Linked DNA regions of Sus scrofa: region 1 is linked to region 2. The links are chromatin contacts, called in public Hi-C maps. All regions are on one chromosome and are shown on one strand. The core of a region is the stretch at or near the end of the contact, and the rest is flanking DNA. Distances in the headings are between cores, read along the strand shown. Region 1 has its middle 35 kb from the start of CYP11A1. Region 2 holds the start of SEMA7A (semaphorin-7A).

Region 1 (2,700 bases), core at 85-2,584, 45 kb after region 2:
CAGCCATGTGGCCGAGGTGCCCACTGCCACCTCAGGAATGACTCCTGCAGACGCAGTCCCCATCCCCGTCTTTGTTCACTGATGGCCTCATTCTTGCTGTGGCAGCATCATCGCTGTCCCCTGTCAGGTGTGGGGGCTCCTCGTTGGTGGGAACTGGGTCTGGGGCCAGGATCAGGAGTGACTGCCTCGTCCTGCCAGGTAACAGAGGGAGGGAGGGGCACCCCTCACCCCCAGGCTCTCCTGGGAGGCCTCACCTCCTTCCTCACCAGGATGGGCCTCGTCTCCCTTCCTGGCAAGCGGCCCCTCCCTGCTGGCCCAACAGGGACCAGTCACTGATCTGTCAGTCAGTGAAGAGACTCCATGATGGGGAGCAGTGCCGGGGGTGGTCATCACCTGTGGGGGACCCCGATTCTCCCCTTGCAGGCCAGCCTACCTGGCTCAGGTGGGACGCAGACCAGCGGCCTTAACCCAAGAGGGAACACTGAACCCATCCTCTTCTCCACACCTTTGCACCTGCTGTGGCCATCTCCCCCTCCTGGTGGCCCTTGAGACCCCACAGTGCCCCCTTTCTGAGAAGCCCTCCCCACCGCAGAGCTCCCCGGCCAGGCTGGGTGAAGGACCCATGACAATGGGTCCTTGTTTTGTGATTCAAGGCTTCTGGGAACCAGCCCGTGGACCCTCTTGGCCTTACCCTGCCACCCTCCTCAGCATGTGCTGAGCCCTTGGGGCTCATGATGCTCACAGCACCCACCCATGCCCCCGTTGCCCACCTGAGAAGAGGCACGCCCTGCCCCCTACTCCATTTCCCAGGCAGAACGACACCTGCATCCTGGTGGGAAGCACCTTCCTTCTCTGGGAAGGGCTCAGGAAGCAGTCGAGGATCTGACCTCATGTTGATATTCATCCGGCCCTGTCTGATGTCATCAGATAGATGTTCCAGGATTTTCAGCAGGGGAGGGGGTATGGACAGGAAGTGGGGCTGCAGGATGAGGAGCTGGACTTGACCTCAGCCCCTTTGGGGATGAAGCTGTCATTCTCTCCAACCAGGGTCCCAGGTTGAGGGGTAACCCAGGCTGCACAGCTCGGCTGCCCATGCCTCTTTGCCCAGAACGATCCCTGGCAGAAGCTAGAGATTTGCGGGGGAAAGCACACTGGTAGATACAAGGCCTTGAGCCTATCTGAGTCTTAAGGATGTAAAAAGGCAAGTTTGGGTCTACAGCTGACATGGAGGGCTGCTGGGGCCAGGGGACAGGAGCCTCTGGGACACCGTGCCCTGCTGGGGGTATCACTGAGCTGCCTTGTGGGATGGGCTGGAGGGCAAGCCAATTCCTCTCTTTGGACTATGCCTTTCTAATGAGATCATCTCCTGCTTCACTGCCCAGCCCACCTGGCTGTCACAGGAGCAAATGAGGTGACACAGAGACTGAAAAGCATAAAGGTGGCATTATTATTAGCAGGAGTCATATTTGACTTGCTAATTAGCTTCCTAAAAATAGCCCCGTTTATTATAGCACGGGGAGAACCCTAGCTGAAGCTGTCGCCCTGGATTCTTGAGGCTCTGTGGCAGCCTTGCTGTGGGACTTTGGGCTGGGCCCTGGCCCTCTCTGGTCATCTGGCTCTAGGCGGAGGCTAGACAGTCTCTGAGGGCCACAGGCCCTGAGTGGGAAACAGTAGTCAGATGTAAACTCAGGGAGGAAGGCTCCTCTGAGGGACTAGATCATGGCCATTGTGTCACTGAGGCTATCTCTGGCTCCTGTTGGGGAATTTATGGGGGTCTTGAGTCTGGCCCTGATCTTGGGGTCTGGGGGCAGGCTGTCTGCCCTGTCCCACCGCAGAGCCTAACAGTTAGGAGGCTCTGAGGATTCCAGATGAGAAGGGTCGGAGAGAGAGGACCTGTGGCCTTGTAGGGTAGGGTTGGGGGATGGGAGAAGAGGGGCTGCAGACTCACTACAGGTCATCCTGCTGGCTGGGGAATCCATCCATTCAGTGCCTGTTTACTGAGTGTCTATTATGTGCCTAGCGCTGTGCCACATGCTGCAGGGGGGATGGAGGCCAACCTAGACCTAGTTCCGATCTAGTGGGGGAGGGGGAGACTCACCATTTACCCCACGACTAAACCTCACAACATACATGCAACTCTGACAAGGGCTAGAGAGAGGGATGCATGGTGCCAGGGGTACAGGTAATAGGGAATTGGACTTAGCTGAGAGATCAGGGAAGGCTTCCTGGAGGAGGTAACGTGGGTTGAAACCTGAAGAGTAGGTAATAATTGGGCAAAGCCTGGGGGTGGGGAGAGGGGAGAGGAATCCCAGGCAGAGGGAACAGAGGAACAAAGACTGGTTGAGCAGGTGGAGTAGAAGGGGCTGAGGAAGAGCTAAGGTAGCTGAAGTGGAGGGGGCCCCCGGAGGCCTGCTTTACCCACAATGTCAGTGTGATCGAAGCCCCAGAAGGGGGAAGAGACTTTCAATTTGAAGCTCTTATTGTGGTCCACACCAAAGGTGATGGCACTGAATTAGGATGATGGTGGCAGTGGGGTGGGGAGGGGTATTCTGAATGCAATTTGAGAGCACTAGGATATCGGCCAGACTCAGACGGGACGTCAGCATGAGGCCGTGGGAGTGGCCATGGTGACTCAGAGTGCGGATCTGGACTTCACCTGCAGAATAAAGAATACAGGATATAAAGAACACCGGATGGGGT
Region 2 (2,700 bases), core at 83-2,582:
CTTGATTTCGCCTTTTGGCCTGTTGGTGTATTTTGGTGACACTTAGGGAAGCAGGAGGGGATAGCTGGAAGCAAAATATGGAATGGTAAGGCAGAACTTCCTGATGATAACCTCTTCTTGGCCATGGAGCAGGGCAGAGGTTTGGAGCTGGAGCTGAGGCCAGGACAGGCTGCTCTCTGTCTCTGGTGGTGTCTGCAGCGTGTGACTCAAGTCCAGCTAGGTCTGTGGGTCTTGAAGGCTGCAGTGCACCTCTGCTACTTACTCCTCACCCTGTCTCTTCTCTGTGCAGTCCACCTGGGGGTAAGCATCCAGTAGGCACTGGATAAGTGGATTTTTTCATCCATGGTTACCTTGGGCAGATGCAGAGGTGGGTCTGGGACCTCTCTGGCTTGAGGGAGAGAAGACTCCTTTAGAAAGGCAGGCACATGGCTCTGAATAGGTGAGCTGAAAGCAGAGCTGCCTGGGCTGTTCAGGTGACTGTAGAGGGACTGGCCCGGACCCTATGCAGGGGGTCATGGTGGGGTCATCAGGCTGCCTGCATAGCTGAGCACTAACTATGCATCTTGTGGGCAGAGATCCCTTAAAGCTGGTCTGACTGACTCTGCCTTCCCAACAGTGAGTCCTGGGCACGCAGGATGCTCCCCTCTCTTTCTGCTTGGGGAAGGGGACTTCTTAATTATATCCCCCTCCACTCACATGGAAATGAGTTTGGATTTTCTGAGCACACACCAGCTGGCTGGGGGGGAGGCAGCCCAGAAGGCTGCTGGCTGGGGAAGGGAGGAGAAAGGCGGGGAGGGAGCCAGGCCAAGATGAAAATTCCGTGTTCTCACAGCTGAGCAAGGATGGGGCTCTGAGTGCTCCCTACAGATTATCGACCTTCTGCCCAAAACCCACACCCCCTCCTTAGGGGAAAGCGTCTTGTTCCTTCTTATAGGCTCAGAGGAGCCGTGTCCACTCAGGTCAGCCCATCCTCTGAGAACCACAGCCTTCAGAGTCCACTTAGCTGATCATTATCGAGGTTGTCTGTTCCCTCAGGAGAGGTCCTCTCTGACTTCTAGGCCAATCCCTTCCTGGGGTGGGGGGAGTAAATCTAAGGCCTTGAGAGGGGACAGGACCTGGCGCCGATCACAGGAGACCACAAGTCTGTCTTGCTCCCCTTCCCCCAGGTTATCCCCGTGGAGTTGCCCAGGAAAGGGGTGTCGAAGATTCCCCTGACAGCGGTCACTGCTTTACCCCTAAGCCAGCGGGTGGGGAAGTCGGAGAGGGACGGGGGAGGGGCGGGGTGGGGTCAGGCGTTTGACTCCGCCTCCTCTCGTTGGATCTGCCTGCGGTCGGGCGCTGGCTCAGTCTCGGCTGCTCTCCGCCGTTGCTCCGGGGCCGCGGGATGACACCGCCTCCGCCCGGATGCGCCGCCCTCGGCGCCCCGCGCGCCCGCGTTCCCAGTCCGCAGGCTCGGTCCGGGCTCCCGCTGCGGCTGCTGCTGCTGCTGCTGCTGCCGCTCTGGACGGCCGCCGCCTCTCAAGGCCACTCGAAGAGCGGACCCCGCATCTCTGCTGTCTGGAAAGGTAGGTGGCGCCGCGCTTGCAGCGCGGCTCGAGATCCGATGCCGCGCGGGGCGGGTGCGGAGTGTGCAGCACTGGAGAGAGTGCGTGCGCGCGGCTATGCAGGTCCTGGGCTGTCCCCGCGGATAGCGTGTGGGTCTGGGTGAATGTGTGAGTGTGCCCGCTGCCACGCCGGAGCGGGCTGTGACGCTGCGGCGAGCGAGCGGCAAGGGCTGGAGCCCCGGCTAAGTCACTCCAAGTCCGCCCGCAGCCGGGAGCCGCAGCGCGGGGGTGCAGGGGGGAGGGAGAGGGCCCTTCTCTCGGCCCCGAGGCGCTCTCAGTCCTCCAGCGCTGAGGCCTCTGTGCAGAATCCTTTCTCCTGCCGGGACCCCCACCCAGCTCCTCTCTTTCTGAGCTATGGGCTCCGCTGTCGCGCAGGGCGCAGGCTGGGCCGGCAAGGGGGGCGCGGACCCTTTGCCGCCGCCGCTGCGCTCCGGCTGCGGGAACAAAGACCCCGCTGCCTGCCCCTGCCCCCGCCCCGGCCCCAAGCGCGGGCCGGGTAAAGGGGTGGGTACCCTGTAGTGAGCCGGGACGTGGCTCCGTGCGGAGGCTTCAGGCACCCCGGCGCTGCCTCTGCAATGCTGGGACCCGCCGCTCCCCCCTTGTCCGCACGTGGCAGTTGTCACCAGGAATCCGAGCCAGCATGGGGGGCAGTGCCAGTTGGGTGGGGCGCGGCCACTGGGACCCCCAGGTAGGGGATCTGGCAAGGGGCTGCAGCTTTTAGGCCCTGGTGGATATGTGAACTTGGGGGACCGAAGTCTCCCCAGGGGCGCCTCAGTTTAGATCACTGTACAATGGGTCAAAAAGCTGGCTGGGTAGGTTTTGAGGTTTTGTGTTGCAAGGGACTGAAGTTCCCTGCATTGCACAAAAATGCTTCCCCACCCCCAGGACGACTATGCTCTGTCCCCAAATTTGGCAGGTGCTGCAGCCCCCCTGTGGTGGTGGTGGACTGGCAGTGGGGGTGGGAATGGTAGGTCTGGTCTCTCTGGGAGCCTTTTGATGCCTGAGGCGGTTTGCAGGGATTGCAGGAGCCTGAGCATTATCTGGGGCAGGTATTCTTAGCAGAGAGAGAGGGGGAAAAAAAACCCAAAAATGAGTG

The links. A called contact is a pair of places that touch in the nucleus more often than the background predicts.
Region 1: a Hi-C map of skeletal muscle shows a contact between it and region 2, with 7 times the contacts expected there. The contact joins the enhancer-like site here to the promoter of SEMA7A in region 2. A contact is called at or near these places in 5 of 5 promoter capture datasets (fetal liver, fetal skeletal muscle, liver and 1 more), 36 of 47 Hi-C or Micro-C datasets (adipose tissue, alveolar macrophages, blood and 17 more) and 2 of 2 datasets of contacts at active chromatin or transcription factors (alveolar macrophages and skeletal muscle).

The regions. Positions count from the first base shown.
Region 1 is chr7:59,139,082-59,141,781 of Sscrofa11.1, forward strand. No RefSeq gene overlaps it. Among named protein-coding and RNA genes, the nearest start is that of CYP11A1, 35 kb to the right of the region's middle. Within about 2 kb of position 1,335, at least 6 of the 83 cell types and tissues checked have an H3K27ac peak or open chromatin away from gene starts, as enhancers often do. A contact at or near this core is called in skeletal muscle, where this site is marked.
Region 2 is chr7:59,093,587-59,096,286 of Sscrofa11.1, forward strand. It overlaps SEMA7A (semaphorin-7A), which reads left to right and starts at 1,333. Exons shown (of 14, transcript XM_021099054.1): 1 at 1,333-1,565. The coding sequence starts at 1,385.